3 separate regions of the Mus musculus genome follow, and regions 1 and 3 are each linked to region 2. Evidence: chromatin contacts called from public promoter capture Hi-C data. All regions are on one chromosome and are shown on one strand. Each heading gives the region's core, a stretch centred on a gene start, on an enhancer-like site or on the middle of the called end of the contact. The rest is flanking DNA. Distances are from core to core; before and after follow the strand shown. Region 1 holds the start of Rgs14 (regulator of G-protein signaling 14). Region 2 holds the start of Sncb (synuclein, beta). Region 3 holds the start of Prelid1 (PRELI domain containing 1).

The links. Promoter capture Hi-C pulls out the DNA fragments that hold promoters and counts their contacts. Capture Hi-C pulls out chosen DNA fragments and counts their contacts.
Region 1: a promoter capture Hi-C map of hippocampal neurons shows a contact between it and region 2, with 3 times the contacts expected there. The contact joins the promoter of Rgs14 here to the promoter of Sncb in region 2. A contact is called at or near these places in 4 of 39 promoter capture datasets (cranial neural crest, hippocampal neurons, pre-B cells and 1 more) and 1 of 115 datasets of contacts at active chromatin or transcription factors (pancreatic cancer cells).
Region 3: a contact with region 2 is called in a promoter capture Hi-C map of pancreatic islet. The contact joins the promoter of Prelid1 here to the promoter of Sncb in region 2. A contact is called at or near these places in 3 of 39 promoter capture datasets (cranial neural crest, frontonasal cranial neural crest and hippocampal neurons), 3 of 115 datasets of contacts at active chromatin or transcription factors (astrocytes, embryonic forebrain and forebrain) and 1 of 9 other capture datasets (pancreatic islet).

What each region holds. Positions count from the first base shown.
Region 1 is chr13:55,368,387-55,371,403 of GRCm38.p6, forward strand. It overlaps Rgs14 (regulator of G-protein signaling 14), which reads left to right and starts at 1,346. Exons shown (of 15, transcript NM_016758.3): 1 at 1,346-1,550. The coding sequence starts at 1,506.
Region 2 is chr13:54,765,147-54,768,270 of GRCm38.p6, forward strand. It overlaps Sncb (synuclein, beta), which reads right to left and starts at 1,449. Exons shown (of 6, transcript NM_033610.3): 1 at 1,159-1,449; 2 at 417-546. The coding sequence starts at 537.
Region 3 is chr13:55,320,783-55,323,587 of GRCm38.p6, forward strand. It overlaps Prelid1 (PRELI domain containing 1), which reads left to right and starts at 1,273. Exons shown (of 5, transcript NM_025596.5): 1 at 1,273-1,499; 2 at 2,071-2,296. The coding sequence starts at 1,408. It overlaps Rab24 (RAB24, member RAS oncogene family), which reads right to left and starts at 1,198. Exons shown (of 8, transcript NM_009000.3): 1 at 756-1,198; 2 at 608-676; 3 at 320-398; 4 at 145-212; 5 at 1-62. The coding sequence starts at 872.

The DNA.
Region 1 (3,017 bases), core at 96-2,595, 600 kb after region 2:
GACTCGTCAGAGCACAAGTGTGTCAGGGCTTGAGCCTGGACGTGCCACCTCCGGAATGGTGAGAACTGAGCGTCTGTTGTCCCGGCCACCCAGCACATGGCATTTTTTTTTCTTAATAATTTAAAAACTATTTTTATGTGTATGACCGTTTTGCCTGCCTGGGTGTCTGTATACCATCTGCATACCTGGTACCCTCAGAGGCCAGAAGAGGGCATCTGGTCCTCTGGAACTGAAGTCAGGAGCAGTTGTGAACTACCATGTGGTGACCAGGAATGGAACTCTGGAAGAGTAGCCAGTGCTCTTAACCACTGAGCCATCTCTACAGCCCGGTTTGTTTTCCTTTGTTTGTTTGTTTGTTGACCAGGTATCGTTATGTAGTCCTGGCTGATATGTAAATGAGGCTGGCCTTGCACTCAAAGAGCTCCACCTGCTTTTTGGAGTCTGAGCTAAGACAGTTCTGCACAGAGGTGGGCTTTCTACTGAGTATGGCTTACTTTACCTCTTTGGTATGGATATACCCAATCCATTCTCCTACCCTTCAGTGCATGTGTGCATACCCAGCCCCTGGGGTGTCTGACTATACATAGGCATGCCTATCATATGCACCCATCCAAGGCACTATACACTATCTATCTTATTTTGTTTACATTTAGATATAGATACAGACATAGTATAGATCCAGATTGAGTTTCCTGTAACTAAGTCTGACCTCAAACTGTTATTCCTGCCTCTGCCTCACAAGGGCTGGCATTACATACATGTGCTACCCTGCCCAGATTCGAGTGTGTATGCCTGAAGATTCAGGTGCCCTCGTGACACAGCATGCCCACATGCATGGTCACACAGGTGATGTGATTACCTCTTTGCTCACCTGGCTATCAGATGACAGCCTAGGGGCAGCAGTCTCCGCATGCAAACTGCCTGAGCTAGGGTTGCTAAGCATGCATAAGCCTGGGACATAGAAGGTAAATGAGTAGTGAACAATGCACTTTTGTGGATGCCTAGGACTCGGAACACATGCCCCATGTCCATGGAACCCCCCCCCAGACTGTCTGCTCCACAAGTGTCTAGTTGTATGAGCATGCACTTCAGCATGCTGACACATCCTTGGAGCCTTCAGATTGAACACTCCAGGTACCTCGCTGGGCAAAAGGAGGCTCCTGCTGGCTGTTGGTGCTTGCATGGTGTGCAACCGAGGGTGCGTTGGCGGCATGTGTGTGTGCATGAACGTGTGTGTGTGTGTGTGTGTGTGTGTGTGTGTGTGTGTGTATGAGAGTAGGAAGAGACATTCGCTCTCTTAGACCTTGCTTCTTTCTGTGGTTTGGTTTCTATAGAGACACTTCCTGTGGCAGAGAAAAGAGGTAGTGAGCTGGTGTTTCAGGATGTAAGGGCCCGGAGGAGCAGAGCTCTCTCTCTCCACTGCCTGCTTGCCACCCCAAGAGAGTGCTTCCGCGATCCTTGTGGTGGGTGGCCCCCCGTGGAGGGGACCTGTGATCAACGGCGGTATGCCAGGGAAGCCCAAGCACTTGGGTGTCCCCAACGGGCGCATGGTGAGTGTGGGCTCTGAGCCAGAGCCACAGGGAGGGGGGTGGGCACACCCAGGGTGGAGTCCAGGAGGCACACCCAGCAGGGTTGCAGAGGAGCAGGCTGGAGAAGTTGGGTACAGACAGCTGCTGGCATTGGGACCTGGTGCTGTCACCCTAGGACCCTTCCAGATGCCCTGCTAGGAGTCTGGTGCAACCCCAGGGATTAGTCCAGAACACAGCAGACTTAGGTCTCTGGTTCCACATGCAGGTTGGACTCGCTGCTCCCTCATCCGCTACTGGGATTACTGAAGTTGATTACAGAGTAGCCTGGAGATCCAGTGGTCACTTCTAAAACTTCTCAAGCCCTATGTCTCAGGCCCTCAGCCCTCCTCTCTTCATCTCACGCTCTAAGTGCCCAAGATAAGGTTTTAAGAGCAGCCCTTGCTGGATCACTGCATCAACCTGCTCCAGAGGCAGCCTGCCAGAACTAGTGTTCTTTGGGCAGCCCAGGACGGGTCAGTAAGGGCAGGACAGGAAGATCAGCTCTGTCTGGTCTATTCCTAGCTTCCAGGAAGGGTGTGTGTGTGTGTATGTGTGTGTGTGTGTGTGTGTGTGTGTGTGCGTGCAACTTAGTATAGGATGCCCTGGTTGCAGCCCTAACCCATTAGACCTTCTCCAGGCTGTTTAACTCCTGACTAGAGTTGTCTCCAAGTTTCTGGCTCTTCTTTCATTCACCAAATAGGACAGGCTGTGTTGAGCCTCCCTTTTCTCCTTAGGGACCTGGCTCACCTAGCAGGATCACTCCAGGGGGACCAAACAGTGTCCTGGTAACCTCTATCTTAAGGCCCCAGCCTAGAACCATGGGATAAAGCCAGTGGGTCCAGAATAACCTGGGATCCAGAGAGAGAGACCTGGGATCCAGTTCTAGCTCTGCTGTCTTTTCCCAAGAAAGATCCTGTCCTGTTTCGTCATCAGTAAAATGAAATAGAAACTGATCAATGTCCTGTTTGCTGAGTGCCATAATGAATATGAGACACTTGAGCATTGTAAAGGCTACGGAAGGGTTATCCTGATAACCCCTGTACTTTCATCCCCTCTTTAAGAATCTTCTATCTCATTAAACAGTTCCCACCTCTGCCTTCCAGTTCCCAAGGTTAGTTCTCATGTTTTGTCGGGAAGCCCTTTGCTGACGCCCCATGCTGTTTGGGTGGAAGGGAGACCAATTCCAAAAGTTGGCTCAGCCCCCACCCTACTTCCTCTACCACCAACCCAACTTAGAAAGTCTGTGGAGAGCCCATCCCCCTGCACCCACGCTGGGTGGGCATGGCACTTGGCTTGCTCCTCTCTAGGTGACTTGGCCACAGGGCCAAGGAGAAATAGCCCAGGCCCTCCCCGCAAAGAATAGCTGGATTGATGCTTCTGGGACAGAACCCAGAACCACACACCAGCTGAGAGGGCTGGAGATAGACCCAGCTTGTCCTTCCTGTGTCA
Region 2 (3,124 bases), core at 199-2,698:
TACCCGGGCTTCTGGCTTTACCAGCTGTGTGACCTTGGGCAGAGTGGTTAACAGAGGGCCCCAGAGTCGCTGATCTGTAGACTAGCCCAGGAATGTTAGATGCTATAGCATTTCATTGCTCTTGGCCTCAGGTAAAGGTTCCCCACCAGGTCACTATTAATAGTGATGACGGGGTAAGAAAAAGGAAACTCTGGAGAGCTCAACACCTTGGTCCCTGGTTTTTCATTTGAACATCATCTCCACCAGCTCCCATCCCATCCCCACCTCCCAATTCCATGGACTGGCTGTGTCCCCAGTGACCCCTACTGACCTCGCCCATCTGCTGACTCATATTCTCATGCCCAGACCCCTCAATCACTCTGAGGACCCTTTCTGGTACCCTCAGGAGATACCCAGCCCTGCAGCCCCTTGCCCACCGACATAGAGGACGCCTTCCTTGGTCTTCTCTGCTGCCTCGGTGACCCCCTGCTTGGTTTTCTCAGCTGCAGCCACAACGCCCTCCTTGGCCATGGACAGGCCCTTCATGAACACGTCCATCCTGGCGGCCTGGGGAGGGCGAACACACAAGTGCCGGGGCGCTGGCTCTGCACCCTCACTCGGGCCCTCCCAGGGGACCTGGTGCCCCCTCCCTCCCTTCCTCAGACTTGGCGCGCTTCTGGGCCGGGAGCCCCCTCCTACCCTCTCTACTTCCCAGGTCTAGGCCTCAGAGCTATGCTGCGGCGAGTCCTAGCGTCCTTGAAACCCCGGGATGCGGGGAGGGGCCAGCACCTCAGTTATCCGGAGATCTGCAACCTGCAGGCCCGCAGAACCGGAAGCTAGGCTCGGCGCGAACACCGGGGCCTGTCTGTACACACAACAGTCACACGGTCTGCATACAAACACACACCATGGACATGCTCACGTGCACACACACAGAACACGGGGCGTTTAGAAGCGCATGGACACTCCGGCACACGGGCACGGACGCACGTCCGCACGTCCACCCAGACTGTAGCAATCAGAGAGGACAGACGCGCATCCTGCAGTGCACCTGCCCGCGCCCGCTTAGCGCTTTCCTTTTCTGTGCCCACGTTTCTCCCAGGGCAGTCTCCATCCCGCTCCTCATCTTACCCCAGATCCCCCTGGATCCCCAGTTCGGTGCTCTTTCCGGAGCCTCACCTGGGTTTCGGGGCCGGGCTGGGGGATGGAGCTGTGGTGGCGGCAGCGGCTGCTACTGCGAGCAGATGCGCGGGGCTGGGCTACGCTGGGTATGGATGGACTCGGGGCCAGTGGTGTCCTGCCGTGGTCAGGCTCTTGAGTCACCTTTCCTGAGCTGGAGTGCAGCAGTGCTCTGGCCTTGGGTGCTCTGCCACCAAGGATGCTACTCGCGCGCTCCGGCTCCGCTCCGGCTCCTGCTCCGGCGCTGCGGCAGCTCTGAGCTCAGCACTCCCCCCTGGTGGCCGCGCCGCCCCCTCCGCCTGACTGACAGGGGGCGGGGAGGGTGACATCTCCCCAGAGCAGGCGAGCCTCCAGGGGAGGGCCTCTGACGTGCAGCCGGGGACCCTAGTGCTGGAGAAGAGTAGTCTTTGAGGATGGTGGGAGGTGGCAATGCGGCGAGAGAGGACTGGTGTAGAAATTATGCGGTTGGCTTGGAAGTTCAGAGCGATTCCAATCCTAGCTGCGTTTGTTAGTAGCTGTGGGATCTTGAACTACCTACCTCACCTTTTGAAACGCAAGGTTCCTCTTCTGTAGAACCAATGGAGGGAGTCAATGCCCTTCTAGGCACCGCTTGGATGGGTGGTGCAGGTTGGGTGGAAACAGTGCTAAAGAAAAGCAGGGTTCGTATCTCAGGAAGACGCGCTCATGGCTGTGCAGAGACAAGAGGCAGGAAACAAAATCAATGTATCCACACTTGAATCATACAGGGTTACTTCAGCCTGTGAGAGTAGATAGGAAGACAGAGAAATGCTGATGTAAGAAATGGACTTGAGGCAAAGTAGGTAGACAGCAAAGGCCTCTTCCAAGAAACGACTTGGAATAGACAGATCCGGGAGAAGCAACAAGGTAGGCCTAGACAGGTGGGGGTGAGATCCACAGAACCAGACCCTCAAGGGCAAAGGCTGGGAGGCACCACCATGCTGACGGGCAGTCAGGATGCAGTGCAACCTGCTCAAGACCCAGACAAGAGCATATGGTTTATGGTTATGGGAGGGCATTCCAGATGCACGGCAGGACCTCAGTCAGTTCTATAAAAGAATTATACCCAAGCAGGTGTGGCATCCCAGATGAAAGGGACCCTGTGAGCTCAGGGAGTCAGGGAAAGAAGTAAAAAGGAAGTGGCACTTAGTTTGGGGCTCGTGGGGTGGGTAAGGTTTTCCCTCGGGAACAAGATCAGAAGAGCGTTTTAAGCTAACGATATATAACACAGATGAGGGCAGTGGTGGCAGAAGTGCTGGTCTGGGCGTTTGAGAGATGAGGTGTGCCAACAGCAGACAGTAGGGCACGGGGGGGGGGGGGATGCTCATGGCTGTGGTAGGGCTGTAAGTTGGCAGAGGCTTTAAGAAGGCCAGTTTGGCAGTGTTTCCTAGGACTATAAATGCATGCTCCTTTTGGATCAGCAGTGCCCCTTCCAGGAACTCACCCTGCGGATCTCTATTCTTGCGTGTGCACACTTACACGTGGGCCGGGACAGTCACTGTAGGAAACACTGACAATGCTCTAAACGTCCTCTTAGAGATCTGGTTACTTCCTTATAGCACATCCACCCAGTGGCACAGTGTGATGGTGTGGTTGGGAGCCATGAGCTGTCTCTCCCCTGCCCCCACCCCACGTATCAACAACACACTAATGAGTAAAGATGGTGTTAGTGAGAAGCCGGTGCAAAGATTGTAGGTGTTGAGCAAGCTGATTTCGATACATAGAAAATTATATTACATACTTACATATTTAACAAGTTATATGTAAGAATATAGTTTTATGCATAGCAATCTGTTTATTGTATATAAGTATTTGTATATATTAGATATAAGTGTATATGTGCACACTATTAAGTGTTTATCACAGACCATATGTATTATATACAAACATGTTCCATACAAATATACACATATAGTTGATCTTTTCTATCAAAGGGTTCTGCAACCTT
Region 3 (2,805 bases), core at 23-2,522, 560 kb after region 2:
CGGCGCCGCCTGTCTTCCTCCAGCAGGTCACTCTTAGTGCCACACAGGTAGATTTGACAGCCCTGTAGCAGAAGACAAGGCTGAGATTATCTCCACAGACCAATACAGTCTCTGTCCCTACTCTTGTGATATCTGGCCACCTACCTCTTCTAAACTGCGCAGCTCCTTAACCCAGAACTTGGCTCTCTCAAAGCTGCTGCTGTCAGTGAGGTCTTGGTAAGGGTAAGGCAAGAGACACATAAAGATCAGCGGCTTCCCTCTGATGCTGGCCTGTAACCTAACCCTTACTACTTGAACACGCCAGAATTCAACCCCTTACCATAACAGACAATTGCAGCTTTAGCACCCCGGTAATAGATTCTGCTCATGGCTTCGTAGCGCTCGGAACCTGCTGTGTCCTGAGGGGTGAAAGGAGTTAATAAGCTCCTTCACAAGACTACAAAATAGGCCCCATCTTCCAGACAACCCCCCCTCCTTTTTTTAGACGAGTAAATGGGTGTGAGGAAGGAAAAACGACCTCTATGAGGCTCCAGTTGGCTGGTTTAAGAGGCAAGACATTAAATTCGGGAGACAGGTTTGCACAAGACTCTGTTCTCAAGGGACTTACCCAAATGCCCAGAGTCACCGTCCGGTCTCCAACGCACATCACCTTGGCCACGAAAGCAGCCCCGATGGTCTACAACCAGGGAAGAGATAAGTGTGGAATACTGGCCGGACCCCTTCCTCCCATGCCTGCTCCGCAGGGGTGCACTCACGTTCTGATAGGGCCCCACCAAGAAGCGGTCGTGCACGTATCGTTCCACCAGGCTCGTCTTGCCCACGTATTCCTTGCCCAGCATAACCACCTTAACGTCCACGCGCTGCCCGCTCATGCTCCCTGGGCCGCCTCACCCACTTCAGGGTCCGCGCGGCCCAGGCAGAGCCCAAGCCTCAGACCCCAACCCCAAGGGCCTCGCACCTCGCAGGCCCCTGGCGCCTCGGCCCGGGGCGCTCCGTCCTTTGCAGAGCCGCGGCGCGGGGACGCGGACAGCGCCCTCCACCGCGCCGCAGAGCCCTGCGGTGCTCACCCGCGCGACCGCCGCTGCGCCCGAAGCTCCGCTGCGCCGGGGTTACCGACTGAATCTGGGGTCCTCGTAGCTAACTCCAAACAGCACCTCTGGGACTGGAAGCCAAGAGGCGGGACGCCCGGTCACGTGACGCGGGCGCCGGAAGTGGCCGATCCTATGCATCCGGCGCCGGAAGCGTCGTGCAGTCCTATAACCCCTGATGGCGGCGGTAGGGACCTGGGCGCGGTCCTGCGGAGATTGAGCTGCGAGCCTGGCGGGCGTGCGCCTAGCCACGTCCCCCCCACCCCCGGGCTCTTCACCCTGATGCTGCACGGGTGCTGAGCCCGTCCGGGTCGGGACGATGGTGAAGTATTTCCTGGGCCAGAGCGTGCTCCGAAGTTCCTGGGACCAAGTGTTCGCCGCCTTCTGGCAACGGTACCCGAATCCCTATAGGTACGTGGCGTTGGGTAGAGCGAGTCGCCTTCCTCTCTTCTTCTGGAGATCGCACCGTAGGCTGTCCTTCAATAGTGGAGTTTGAAAGACTGGACAGAGTCCGATGTGGGCTATCTGCGGAACTGTGGCCACAGTTATAGCACAAAATCCTTATAGGATTAGAATCAGTCCAAGCCTCCAAAGTCCTCGAAGAAGATTGTCTAGTTTGTGATTTATATTGGGCTCTAGATTTCTATTTTGCAGTCCAAAGGTGGTTGGACAGGAAGAGGCGGCAGCACGGGAGTTGAGCGGTATTTCGGGGCCAGAAATCCTGAGGATGGTTTGCTTACCTGCTGCTGGCGCTCTCTAGTGGTATAATTCTTGAGATTTTGCTCGCTTTGGAGAGCCACAGAATCCATGTCGGGTGGAGGAGGGAGTTGGAATTTGCCCGGGGATAGGTTCAGTGTACTCTAATTCTGAACCCGGGCACAGATCACAGATTGCAGGCAGCCATGACCTGGAGGCGCTAAATAGGAACCAGTAGACATGCTGTCAAGAGCAGGCTCCTGAGAATCATCTTTAACTCTTGCAGCAAACATGTCTTAACCGAAGACATAGTGCACCGGGAGGTGACCCCCGACCAGAAGCTACTGTCCCGGAGACTCCTGACCAAGACCAACAGGATGCCACGTTGGGCAGAGCGACTGTTTCCTGCCAACGTTGCTCACTCCGTGTACATCCTGGAGGACTCTATTGTGGACCCCCAGAATCAGACCATGACCACCTTCACCTGGAACATCAACCATGCCCGGCTGATGGTGAGACTTCCTTTGCTCCCTCAAAATAGTTGCCCTTCAGATTTCAGGCAAGAGAGTTGTGGGAACTTCTGTGGCCAGAGGCAGGCCTAAAATACCAATGAGCTGCATCTCTAGAGTTCTGCCCTTAGATTGGTCTACCCTTTCGATTGGTCAGATTCTCTGGGACTGTCCCTTGGCTCTCAGATGGTGGGGAAAGACACCCCTGTTCTTTTTTTCTTTTTTTTTTTCCCCGAGACAGGGTTTCTCTGTGAAACTCTGGCTCTCCTGGAACTCATTTTGTAGACCAGGCTGTCCTCGAGCTTAGAAATCTACCTGCCTCTGCCTCCCAAGTGCTAGGATTAAAGGCGTGCACCACCAACCACTGCCCGGCTGACACCCCTTTTCAAAGCTTGTTACAAGTACTGTGCGCAGAGCAGTCAGTTGGTGACATGCATGCATGCATACATATGGGGGGGGGGGTGGCTTTCAGGAATGATGCTGATCGAGAAAGGGAGGCTGTGGCTTCCCTG